Regions from separate parts of the Zea mays genome. Here regions 2 and 3 are each linked to region 1. A link is a contact called in public Hi-C data. All regions are on one chromosome and are shown on one strand. Each heading gives the region's core, a stretch centred on a gene start, on an enhancer-like site or on the middle of the called end of the contact. The rest is flanking DNA. Distances are from core to core; before and after follow the strand shown. Region 1 holds the start of LOC100272406. Region 2 holds the start of LOC100283476. Region 3 holds the start of LOC103627578 (DUF740 family protein).

Region 1 (4,550 bases), core at 1,160-3,659:
GGCATGGCGGTGGCTCTGTGGGCTCTCTAGCACGGCAGGCAGGCCCCGGCGCATCCCTGCCTCCCTGGGCGCTGCTCTCCGGTCAAAAGCAAGCACCACCAACGCCGCTGCGTAGAAAAGACCCAGGCGTCCAGCGTTCGTGTCAGGTCGTCCATCGAATTGTCATCAGAGCTACTGCGTAGTAGATTCCGGGGGCAAAAAAATAAATGACCGATTCGACTCCAACAAGGCAAAGGCAACAATAATACATGCAGCGGTTCGAGCTTGTTGCAGGAAACGACCTCTCCTGCCCGCTGGACCGCAGCGATGTGATGAGTCATGACCCCTGGATGTTTTGTCTACACATCCAGCAGCAGGAGAATATCTGACACGCTTTAGTTCCAGTCCTACTGCTGGTAAAGATGGATGCCATTGCCGCCTAATCAAATAGACATGGAGACCTCAGAGCTCAGCCCAGCCTATCGATTTTCTATTGATTTTTAGTTCGTGCAGAGAGAGACCTCATGGTCCCTAAATGATGTTCGTGGAGAGAAAGAGACGCGCGCAAACTTTGCTGCTAGAAAAGAATCGCTTGATTCGTCGTGCAAGATCCCTGCAGTTTATAGGGAGGAAACTTGTGCTTGTGCATCGGTTTGTGTTCAATGCAAAATCCTTGTCCTACTCCATCAACAACAAAAAAAAAGCGCAGGAATGAATCAAAACTTACTTTTTTAGTACAGTTATGTACCTTGACACTGGTGGTGTAGAGGACCAGGGCGTCCAGCGCGGTGACGACGCTGAGGTGGAGCACGGCGAGGCGGAGCGCCTGCAGCCCGGTGACCAGGCTGAGCAGCTGCCCGGGCCGCCGCGCCGTCATCACTCGGACGCTGGCGTGCGTCTCCACCAGGGTCACCTCGACGTCGGCCACCCCTGACCGCCGCCCGTCCTCCTCCTCCGCGGGGTCGCGCGCCGCCGAGTGGCACCACACGTACTGCGGGTACGTGAAGAACTGCGCGAACGGGGGCGGCGGCAGCGCGTGGTCCGCCGCCGCGTCCTCCGTCGTCAAGCCGCTGCTGCAGTTGCTCGTCGTCGCCGCCGCCGCCGCCGAATCCGCGCAGCAGGCCCTGGCGCCGCTGCTGCTGGCGCGCATTGGCGTCGCGTCTGCAGGCTTCGCCGCCGCCACGCGCTGGTGAACCAGCAGCTTCCGCTTCTGCGCCTCGAGGCACTGGACCTGCTGCTCCAGCTCCTTCACGAACTCGATTGCCCCTCCGACGATGGAAGCTTGGTCGCCCTGCGAATGTTTCCGGAACCGTTAGTTTTGTCAGGAATTGGACCATGGAGCCAGCAGGAGTTATTACTACTACTACTACATCAAGGAGCATTGAATGGAAGAGAGGAGGAGTTATTCTCTGCAAGAGCGAGAGATAAGTCAATGGAAGAGAGGGGGACACATTAATGCATGGTTTGTTGGTGCCCCCGCCAAGACTGAACAAAGAAATCCAACAGTGAAGAGAATTAAAGGCTTAAAGGTAGGTAGTGAATGGCAGGCGTAAAATAGTCACGTTTGACCTAGAAAAAGGGGAGGCATTGCATTGCATTGCATGAAACTCGAAAGTGGCGGGTCTCTTTCGGGAGAAGAAACATTCCCCGCCACGGTTGCTCCGCCGTCGCTTTCTTCCTGTGTCGTCGAACACTGGAAGAACAGGTAGAGAACAGAAGAAAGGAACACGCTTGACACGAGACGGTGTCCTCTTGCTGCGCGCGCGCGTACCCTCTGGACGTAGGCCTCCGGCATGATGGAGCGGAGCGCGGCGAGGTACTCGTTCATCTGGCGGCGGCGGTTGCGCTCGACGGCGATGTGCGTCATCCGCTGGGTCTCGGTCTCCTCCCTGGACTTGCAGCTCCTCGGCCGCCGCCGCCGCTTCCTGGCCCTAGCCGTCGTCGTCGGCGCCGCCGACGTCGTCGCTGCCTGCGCCTCCACGGGCGCCTGGTGCGCGGACGCCGGGGCGGCGACAATGCCGGCGCCGTCACAGAACGCGGCGGCGTCGAAGAGGAAGTTGGCCGCGTTGAAGGTGTCGTAGACGAGCGCGGTGTCGCTGGGCGGCGCGCACAGCGCGTCCACTAGCGCCGACATGGCGAGTGGCCGACGGTCGCTCTCGCGCTCTAGCTCTAGGCTCTAGCTCTAGCTCCGCGAGCGCGTGGCTGCTTCTCGGTGTCGGTAAGCTCTTGGCGACGCGAGGTATCGTTTACTTGTTGCGAAGCTAGCTGCGCCTGCGTCTGCGTGCGGGGTTCGCCTATTAGCGCGCTGCACGCCGCACCGCCCCCCGGTCTACTACTTATCGCTCTTCGCCGCCGCAGCTTTGCCGCTGGTGCCAACTGATGCGTATCTGAGGATCTGAGGTCCTTGCGTTGGTGGCATGCGTATGTTTCTTTCTCTCCCTAGTGGTGGGCTGAGTATACGGGCCGGGGGGAAGGATAAGGTTTGAGGCGACGAAGACGAACAGTGGATGCATGTAGGTGGAGGAGCTACTAGCCGTGGCTTCGGCAAATCGGCAGCGCCAACAGTGACTCATGGGCATCAAATGTGGCCAAAAGCTGCGTTCTTTTTATGTGCTACGCCCTACGCCGCGCCGTGTTGGGTAGGGTAGCAGACTAGCAGAGCTCAGAAAAAGAACCGTGGAGGAGCTAGCTGCAACTGCAAGAAAGGTCAGAGATGGTACGGTGAATATGGTGGTGTTAGTCTCAGCTGGGAGATTAATGGCGCGACTAGGACAATTAGCACCAGGATTAATGAGGTGCCACTGCCAGCTGCCTGCACGTACTGTGCAATACTACAAGGAACTGAGAACCAGACCGGTTATGCCCGTGAAGAGGATTAGAGGACCAATCCATCACACGAGATGCAGCAGCTGGAGACAGTGGTAAGTACCAAGGTCACATGGATTAACAGTATAGAGAAAGCAGCAGGTCACATGAGTAACAACGTTGGCTTGCACTACTTCTGTGCTAGTGCTAGTGCTACGCGAGGTCGGAGGGTACCGTAAGTCCTAGAGCGGTCAATCATGCATCGACCACACCAATCACCAGCCCACGAATTCAGGGCTCGGCTAAACTTCTCGGACACACGCGCTAGCTATAGCTGTTTGTCGACATTGATTCATTCACGCCGTACTCGCCCTGATTTTACCATGCATAGTACCTACGGTGACGTTGTCCTTGTCCAGGCTACGGGGACACCGTACCGGGACATGCGCGCGCGCGTTTGCTGGCGGGGCGGGGTGACCCCCCCCCCCCCCCCCCCCCCCCTGTTTACTCACAATGCATACGTACGTACGTGCAACGGATTCGAGACAGTACATGCAAGCACACATGGCAAAAAGGTGCGGCTGGCAGCTAGAGGACACGGGACGTGCCGACGAACCCCCAAATGACAGCATCCGATTAGTATACTGTCCGGCGAGAATCTGCGCAGCTTTTCAGCTAATCTTGTAGTATGACCAGAGAGACAGGCTAGCAAACAATGCGTCAAGCCGGCAAGTGTGCAATGCAGTTCACCTTTGAAGCTTATTAAGTACATGCATGTGGAAACCATGCCCTAAAATTTAACGTTAGACACTTAAAACACCGTCAATAAAAGAGCCAGTCCGCTAGCCTATATATATATATATATATATATATATATATATATATATATATATATATATATATATATATATATATATATATATATATATATATATATATATTCGAGAAGTTAAATATTTTTAAATTTAATAAATCTATATAAAAAATAATAACACTTATACTACCGAATATATATTATTTGACTAATTATAGAATATATTTCTGTTATGATCTTATTTGAAGAAATAAATATGTTTTTGCTATTTTCATATGAATTTAGCTAAATTTAAGAAATTCTGACAATCGCCGGGAGGAGGGGGACTCCCACAACTACTGAATAACTTTGGAGTTGGTTCAAATCTTGAATTGTGTTGTCTTTAACTCTTTATTAGGATGGAGGGGAGTATATATCTCCGTACGCGTGTTTCACCATCAATTATTGCCGCTTGGGTTCATAGAACAATCTGCTCATCTGGAGTGTAATACAACAAGAAGACAAAGACGGTAAAAGTTTAATATGACCGGCAAGGTTCGCCATCCATTTCTAATTTTCTACCGTCGGTTTCCTGGGTCTCTGCTCTTGTAACAGTGAGTACTTATTCCATTTTAACTTGTAAGATGTTTTATCATTTCATTTCTGGTTTTTTTACCTTTCGCTTATGTATATATCTAGACATAGTATATATCTAGGTACACAACCAATACTATAAATCTAGAAAAAGTTAAAACATCTTATAATTTAGAACTGAGGGAGTAGTATATATCAAAATCTGTAGACACAACAACCAAATGTAAAATGTCTTGGAAGTTGGAACTCATGCAGCGCATGCCCACATGCAAACTTTCGAAATACCAGATTCTCTATAAATTAATATTTGGATCGGACCTAGAAGACATTGGCCATGCAAACAGAAACTGCTTTGGTGCGCACGTACACTTGTGTTGTT
Region 2 (4,550 bases), core at 898-3,397, 190 kb after region 1:
TTAATTACCATCAAGAAGTTCATATATCAAAACAAAGTTATTCCTGATAGCGTCTTCATCAAAAGCTCCACCGAAGTAGGACTTGAAGAGAGCCACCGCCTGATAGTTTCGAATAATATTAAGTAGTTAAGTCAAAGTGATACAGAATGAGATAAATCACCGCGAGTTATTTAGAAAACAACAGGACATTTTTAAAGTTCTTCACATTGAACTAATAGCTAAATTTAATTTTTAAATCATGCTAACTTGTTCATATGAGAAGGGTTGTGGTTTCATTCAAAGTTCTAAACAAGTGCTCATGAAATCATACAAAGCAGACTACATCACAGTAGTCCTATTAGAATATGTCAACAAATATAAACAATAATGAAGCGCACAAGCACAAGAAACCGTAAGATTTTTTGTGTTCCAAGGTTACTAGCATATCATGAATACCCACTGTTAGCAAAAAAAAAGTTCTATTTGCAAAGTAAAGCCAACCTAGATGGCATAATAAACTAAGCTCATGGATCCTTTTTTTAACTCTCTTGAAATATCACAGAACAATGTTTATCAGGCAACTCATAAAATTTGTATAGCTCAAAGTGACAAATCGGTTCCTCTTTGAGTCTCACAAATTTTTACCCACCTACTCTATATTTTCTCTACGCATATCTGCAACATTATATGCACGGACTTGGTTATGATTATGAAAATAATGGAAATGGAATGCAATAGCGAGCAAAATAAGTGGCTGATTCCTCCTTTCATTCTAGAAAAATAACATGCAAAACAGGTAGGTGGAATTCATAAAAACTGTCATTTTAATATTTGTATTTCAAACTCCTAAACCAAGACTGTAATATGATTTCATGGACTATGCAATTTTCGTTTTAATGCATGCATATCACAGAAAGGGTAGCATACCTCGACAACAAATTTGAAAGCACATGCAACATTAGCATTGCTGCTAACTACGATCACAATGTAAACATTACTGATCCTCATATAAAGGAAGGAGCAGCCTCCTATTTGACGAACAGGGCATGTGCCAAGTTCTTTTGTTTGCATGATATGCATTCTGAACGCATCAACCATATTTCCCCTGCATAAACATACATGAAAACACTAGTCACTAAATTTATGTTGATCAAGATAAAGTAAACAAAACATGTGAATAAAGGCACCAAAATGATGCCAAATAAATATAAAATAGTAGAAACAAGGGAACAGATGGTGGTAGTAAATTAGCGTCGTCATGAAAAATAAGCCATTTTAAAAAAGGAAATAAAATGACTTACTGAATATATGCCTTATACTAGTGTAAGTGAAACAATATCGCTTGGTACGAATGTATAACAAACAAAGATTGTTTCAGACTCAAGCTGTCAAAATGGGGTTCAGTTCATAAATTTTCTCTGCAGATATCACTAATGCAAAATCGCACTATGAATGATCAAGTCAACTATGCAGCAATCGACTTTGTGAGCACTCGCTGATTCGCTACAACAAAATTTAGTCCCTAAGCAAGTTGGGATAAACAAGTTGTGGATAGTCTGGAAAAAAAATCTAGTAGCCTAGTACACAGACACATCTTTTAGACAGTCCTAGGTGAAGCACTCTAGGTGAATCTAACGAATTCACCGATTAAGTGATTAATAATCTATTTTCTAGATTCCAGAGAGCAAGCATACCGAGAATTAAGCATCCTTCCAAAAATGTAACGCTCGGCATGACTGTGACACGACCCAATTTTAGCAGCTAACGAATCAGATCAGCTAGGACTGCTTCCCATCTCGGTCCAAGCGGAATTTTCAACAAGAAAAATGGATGAAACTATATAATCGCGATCTACGAAGATGCGAGCTAGAAGCGAACTAATCGGTCCCTCCCAGGGCCGTAGATCTAGCGCTCCAAGCCCACCGCGGCACAACATACCCAACATCATCACGGTAGAGGCGGTTGATGAGGACGTCCCCGCGAAGGTTGAGGAAGTAGATGGCCGACGCTGCCACCGGCATCGTCGCCCGCCTTCCCGCCGCCCTTATCTCGCGGCCGGTTCCACGGGCGCGCCTTCAGGTACAACTCGAGCGACGGTGATCTGCTGAGTCCGTAGCTCGCCGGACGGTGAGGAGGGCGCGGGGTTTGGTTAGATCTGGCGGCAGCACGAGGTCTTCCCCGTCCGGGACGGGAGCTTACGGTGTGTTCTTTTTTGCAGAATAGACCTTTCTGGATGGCATATTTGCTTGGTCGTAGCGTCAACTTTTAATTTAAACTTGTGCTGAGTTCAGACCTGGATTTTTCCCCGAAAAGAAAACAGTATAATAATATTGAAAAAAACCCTGAAACGGTGGTAAAAATAATTTGGATTGTTTAATACAAAGAAGTAGAAGAATGGTTTAGGTACTACCTTGGCCTCGAGAAATTCTAATCCAAAACATAAATATTTAGGATCTATTTAGGATAGCTCCATCAACACTATATTTATTAAAAAAAATCAGCACTATATTTATTAAAAATAGATTTACTTCACGAAAAGTTACACGAATCGTCTAGCTCTATAAAATTTGGATTAGAGTAGATCTATGGTTAGATTCACTATTTTAGTAGAGCTCCTCAAGGATGCTCCAACAAACTTAAATTGTTGAAGTTAGAAATAAAATACCCACACTATCACTCGTTACACAACGTATCAATTTATTGTATTTCTCTCTTCTTTCTCGGTTTGTGTTTTCTTTCTTTCCTCGTGACTACTTAGAAGAGAAATGACTTTAAATCATTTTCTATATTAATTTTGTTGTTTAATGACCATTACAATGATATAGACTGACTAGTCTGACAAGTATTTGATTCATAGGTTTATAAGATTGACTTCAGAGTTTCTAAGTCAGAAACCGTTTAAATCCAGCCTTAGAGGGATAAATCTTGGGATAAAAGAACTAGCAATAGTTCTATACTATGGATAAATTCTAAATACCTCTAAGAACATATTCGATAGATTAAAGAGGTTGGATAGCTCTGTTTCAACTGTCCACTTTGAACCAATTTAAGCTAGAAAAGGAATATGAGTTGGAGAAAATTAAACAACCATGTTTCATGGCTTATACTAGTTGGAAAGTCACTAGATATGTTTGTCTAAGTCATAGAAACACCCTCAAGTTTAGCCAAACTCGTTTGAAGAAAAAATGCTCAAGTTTGGCCAAACTTGGTCTATGTAGAGGCACATCATACCGATCCGGTGGTCCACCGGACCAGATGCGTAGAGGGGTCTGGAACTGGTCTCCGACGGCTAGAGCACTGGACCGATCACGTGGGTCGTCACACCACTTTTCAGAGAGGTTATTTTTGAAGCCAAAGAGGAGCTAACTGCTAGCGTGTCGCCCGGTCCGATGGTGCACTGGACCGTCTGATAGAAAAACGGTAATCTCCAACTCCAACAACTAGGTTGATGTGGCAGAGGTTCGATGGCATGTCAGATCGGTCTGGTGCCTCTAATAATACTAAGACTGGGTGTTCGGGTTCGGGTCGGGTAGTTCGGGTTTTGATAAATTCGGGTAATAGAAATTGTTACTCAATAACAGCCAACAAAAAACACTACCCGCAATTTCGGGTTCGGGTATACCCAATTTACCCGAGCGGCAAAGGACCGACGAGCGCCTTCGAGGAGAGGGCCTAGGCCTCCGGGCATGCGGGCGCCGCCACCGAGGAGAGTGGAGAAAGGCGCCTGACGGTTACTGCTACTGCTAGGTTATGGAGGGGACTAGCTCAAGTCATTGGAGTGTTGGGCATCAGTCCATTTCCAACTGCCGTCGAGCATAACGAATGAAGCAGATGTGCCCTGATGGGCTCATGGGCCATCGCACTCGCACAGTTAGACTGGATTATAGACTCCACGTCTCCACTCTCCACGGTTCGCATGTGCAGCAACTCGACCAGATCTATAAGAGGTCAAGTATGAAAACCATCTGCCCGACAGTGATTTCCCACACTTGAACACATATAAACCCAGTGGTCCAATGAAATCGTGAAGGATCTCAAACTTTTCTTTCTCAACCAAGATCGTAATAAATTAACATTCACGGTATCACGTGACACAATATTCCATGGAATTTAAGATAGATCGAAGTGAATAAAGTTATTACAACTTAGTCGGCACGAAGGCCCAAATAACATAAAAGTAGCATCACCGTAGTGATTAGTTTTAGCAGAAGCAGTTATTCAAGTAGCACCCACCACACATGTGGGTTTCCAAAATACATTGTGAACATTAGGGTTGTGTCAACCCACCAAAAGCATTAGAAGATAATGGAGAAGCCATGCCCATGGCCTAGTCATCTCCTGTAGCCAGGTATAAGCAGTGCTCACAATATCCATAGAACATTTGGCCATCTGCAACAACATTGGGAGTAGAACCCTGAGTACTGGAATGTACTCAGCTAGACTGACCCGTCCAAAACCAGGAAATAAGAAGGTAAAGGACTCCAAAGGATTATGCAAAACTTTATCTGGGGTTGGCTCTTTGCTTTGTAAGAGTAACATGAGTTAATGAAGTTATTAACAGCTTAAAAGGG
Region 3 (4,550 bases), core at 1,370-3,869, 160 kb before region 1:
TGCAAGCTAACGCCTCCCTCCTCCTACGAGTCCAGTCCATCAAATATTCCTCATCAAGATGCCCTTCTTTGATGACGTTGAAAGTTCGGTCAGTAGCTACTGAACTTGTTAAAAAAAGGGAAGGTAAAAAAAACAGCAACGTTCCTGCTGTGTTTTTCCTCAAAATGTATTGCTACCCAAAAGAAAAACACACACATATACAAGATTCTCTTCGTTCATTCCTGGTTCGTAGCTCAAAAAGGAGGCACAAAACGACGGGCACATCAGCACACAGTATCACTCGCAGGCGCGCGCAACCACCAAGCACAGACAAAAATCACACAGCGCTGCCGGCTGCGCGGACATGCATGGTGGCTTGCGGCGCAGCCGAGACGCACGCGTCTAAAAATAGCTGGTGCGCGGCGGCACGGGCCACGGGCACCGATCCCGTCCACCACCGCACCGCACCGCACCGCACCACGTACGTCCCGGTAGGTGCCGCCGGCGCCGCGCGGCACATGGGCAACGGCCGGCCACTCGGCCCTGTGTTTTCAATCGCGAGACGGCGCAACCGCAACGCGCAGGAGCTGGCGGTCGGCGTCAAGCAGCATGCTGTATCCCGCCGACGACGGCGAACGGGACCAATTAGTGCAGTCTAATCCCGGCTCCCCTCGACGGCCAGTACTTCAGTGGGGGTCTTAGTCTCGCTGTCACGTTGCTCCGCGTTAATTAGGCTCGTGGAAGAACTAGGTAGGTCAATGATTAGGTGGGGAACTTGAGAGAGCGGTCCGGTCGCTTTCAACCACAAAATCGCTTTTGATATACTACACGTACGCCATTTATAACGGGTGCTAGATCATGTAGCTGAGCATCTGGTGCAAACTCTGGCTGAGCTAGACTAAGATTTATTGAGAGCTTAGGTAATTTTTATGGCTTCTTATGATGTTCTAGTGTGCTGCCTTGTTATTCTCTGTCTTTAATTCTTGAAATCATTATAATTAAAATCATCACAATGCTTTAAACATTTGTTGTGGATATTGTTGACACCACCAACATGCTCCACCAATGATTTGTATGCATGTTTCTAATTACTAAATCTAGTTTAAGCGAGTACCCTATAGCCAAATTGATTTGTCCAACCTGGTTACTTAAATAGAAAACAATAGAAACAATATGCTCCATCCTAAGACTTGCTATATTCTATCTAATTAAATTTAATCTGCCATGATTGTGAAAAAAATCGTGTCACATCTTCAATTTTTCTGTATGAAATTTTATAATACAACATCTGTTCCAAAATGTTTGTCGCTCTGACATTCGTGTCGGTCAGAGTTTCTCAAGTTTGACTAGATTATAGAGCATATTAGCAACATTTGTATCTCCAAATAATTTCACTAAATAATAAATTTAAATATCTACCTAATGATACCAATTATGTACTATAAACATTCACGCTTTCTTTTATCTATTTGGTCGGAGTTTAGAATGGTTGACTCCTCGAAAAGCGAGAACGACAAGCATTTTGGGACAGAGGGAGTAGGTTGGTATGGTCCTTTTGTATATACGCCCTTCTAACTTGATATATAAATTCAGGATCATACTCATATGTTTGTTAGTGTGAAGGATAAGTTAGAAGCTTCGTTTTGATGGACCTTATAGCGGTGAACCTAGAGCAAGGATTTATCACCGATGGACTAGATGCACCGATATCGAGGCCATGTGAATTTCCTATTTTTTGACACGTTGAGGACTCAGAAATCTTTTTATTTATGTTGTCAATTTTCTTGTGAAATACACACTCTATCCCAATTTATAATCCGTTCAACTTTTTTACAGGAAGTTCGATCGTCTCATCTTATTCTAAAAAACTACAATTATTATTAACTTTACTGGGATACTTCAAGTATGGATCTACTTTTTTATTTTTCGCACAAAAAATAATAAGATGAGTCGATCAAACTTTCAAATGAATTATAAATTGAGACGGAGTGAGTAGAATTTAACCAACCTGATTCTCTTGATAAAAATTATGCTTGCTTGTGTTTTTTTTAAAACTTTAATTTTGATGGTGCGTCATATCTGCATGTTTGACTCAGTTCTCAGTGCATTTTGGGGGTTGTGAGTGTTGGTGAGGATATTTGGGTTCTAATGGCAAGCCGCAGCCCAGTTCTTCCACGCTACATGCTTAATCTAGATCCTACATATTAAGGAATTTTCAGCACAACACATTCAATGTTCATACTGCATGCTTAATCTTGCTCTCACGTACATGGCTGACATAACCTAGCGTCTCTTCTCCCCTTTAAATCCTACCTGCATAGCACATAGTTATCTCCGATATTTACAACCCATGTGCCGATTCGAAAATTTGCTTTATGTACAGCCCATCCTTACCGTACCGTAGCCATTTAGCAACCATTTACCTGACAAGTGCACTGCTCATGCTCTCACTTTCCCTGTCTGCTTATCTCTGCAAAATATATTTTTGTACGAGGCACCTGTTGTTTCAGCTAATTTGGTGGCAAACTCTTGCAATTTCGATTGTGCCTTCCCATGATGTTGTATTGTCTAATGCAATGCTCATTTCATCATGTTCTGTATCTCTCCATTCTTCTGCTTTAATGGTGTGCCTAGCATATGTGTAATATCGCCCAGTCAGAGTTCAGCTAGACTCTATTACGGTACAAATTTTTTCATCATGCGGGGGTCCCCACCTGATATATTTATATTGAATCTGAATAGAAGAGCACCAAAAGGATACAAATAGGTCCTGAAGATAGAACACAAAACGTGGCTGCCAGCTTATAGAGCCGACGGAGAGTCCCAGTTCAAACGGGCTGGCAAACGACAAATGGCAGGCCTTGCCTTGTGTTGTGGCCGGGTGGGCTGTGGGCTAGTAGCCGAGATTTGGCGAAAACTTGCTGCGAGGGATAACGAGCAGTGCGGCGGATTTGTTGGGCCCATGGACCACAAATGTACTCGCCAGATCGTATAGGTATGCCGTTTCTGATTCGAAGAACGAAGGCCTATCACACTGTGTAAGCCCAACAAACCCAGTAGTGGAGAAAACGTTTTTGTTCTAGATAATCGAGACATTAGTAACCGACTCTGACTCCACTAATCAACCTTCATCGGACAGAAAAAAAAGAACAGCGAACGACCAGATAACCCGTGACTTTTTTTTTGTTCTGTAAATTCCGATTTCCTAGCTTTCACTTTGTGTATAATTCTGTATGGAACTTATCACCATAATTTCGTAGAAAATTGCTACAGTATACTATACTCACGGTTTTTTATGTATGATTACCGGGCTGATTGGTGTTAGAAATATAGGCATTTTCTGTACCATTTTAATTCCATAAATTAACATTATGATGATAACATATAATAGATAATCAAACATAGAAAACGTGATCTCAAAAATATCCATAACAATATGGATCATGAGAACACAAAGCATATGAAGCATGTAAATCATATAAATAAAATAAGTATATAAACATGGTTCATGGATTATTGCGTAACAACTGGAAATAAACAAATAACAATATAAACAGGATGACTGTACAATTAAAACAGACAGATATAACATATCATAATACGATAGAACAGAGGTACATACGACATATATAATTTGCAGAATATAAAACAGTAACGAACTGAATTGATCATACCCTCCCATGCGTTCCGAGGATCCTGATCCTTGTCCAACTTCTCTTGTCATCCGATCGAGATGAAGACGCCAGGAACCAGCGATGAAGACAACGACAGACGTTGGGCAGTCGCGAAGACGCTCCCAAAAACCTAATTACCGATCCCCCGAGCAGGGTCTCGAACGGCAAGGGCTTCGGAGGCACCTGCCCTCTCGCCTCTCTGTGCGCGCAGAGCCACGAGATGGAAATACCCTCACTCGGCGGCTGAAATGTGATTCTGAAAGTGTTTCTCGCGTGTACCGAGTGACAGGGGTGCTCCTCTATTTAACCTCTCGCAGAGGGAAGCTGAAGGAGAAAGGTCGCCGAGTCACGCCAAGAGTCGGCCAGCTCTAGCCGAGTTATGCCATGAGTCGGCCAGCTCTCGCCGAGTCACGCCATGAGTCGGCAGCTGAAGGAGAAGGGTCACTCGGCTGGCCGACGAAGAGACAGGGTCACTCGGCAGACGAAGAGACAGGGTCACTCGGCTGACGTACGCGGTTAGTGAGTGCTAAAAATTAACACAACCACACCACGCCCGCTCGCCTGCCTGCCTGCCTGCCTCGCCTCGCCACGCCACGCCCGGCCCGGCCGGCGGCGCGCGCGCGCGCGTGTGGCACGCCCTTGTCCATTTCTTGACTTCTCAAGTTAAGTGGAATAAATCCCACCATATAAGTCAAGGCAAAAGACCCTTGGACTTCCAATGTGGCACTATTGGTATTCTCCACCATTACACACCATAGAGTTTATTCAATAAATGGGCCAAGCCCATAAAAGATCCAACAATCCCCACCAAACTCTAGGGTTTGTAATGATGAAGTATCAGAATCACAATCCTTTGATATACCAGTGTTTCGATGGAGACTGTTAAGTTGAACATTC

The links. A called contact is a pair of places that touch in the nucleus more often than the background predicts.
Region 2: a contact with region 1 is called in a Hi-C map of leaf, with 1.9 times the contacts expected there. The contact joins the promoter of LOC100283476 here to the promoter of LOC100272406 in region 1. A contact is called at or near these places in 4 of 25 Hi-C or Micro-C datasets (leaf and tassel).
Region 3: a contact with region 1 is called in a Hi-C map of leaf, with 10 times the contacts expected there. The contact joins the promoter of LOC103627578 here to the promoter of LOC100272406 in region 1. A contact is called at or near these places in 3 of 25 Hi-C or Micro-C datasets (leaf and tassel).

The regions. Positions count from the first base shown.
Region 1 is chr5:206,649,414-206,653,963 of Zm-B73-REFERENCE-NAM-5.0, reverse strand. LOC100272406 reads right to left here and starts at 2,409. Exons shown (of 3, transcript NM_001146884.1): 1 at 1,751-2,409; 2 at 728-1,270. The coding sequence starts at 2,113.
Region 2 is chr5:206,456,121-206,460,670 of Zm-B73-REFERENCE-NAM-5.0, reverse strand. It overlaps LOC100283476, which reads right to left and starts at 2,147. Exons shown (of 13, transcript NM_001156376.1): 1 at 1,918-2,147; 2 at 907-1,084; 3 at 9-99. The coding sequence starts at 2,000.
Region 3 is chr5:206,806,540-206,811,089 of Zm-B73-REFERENCE-NAM-5.0, reverse strand. LOC103627578 (DUF740 family protein) reads right to left here and starts at 2,619. Exons shown (of 1, transcript XM_008647879.4): 1 at 1-2,619.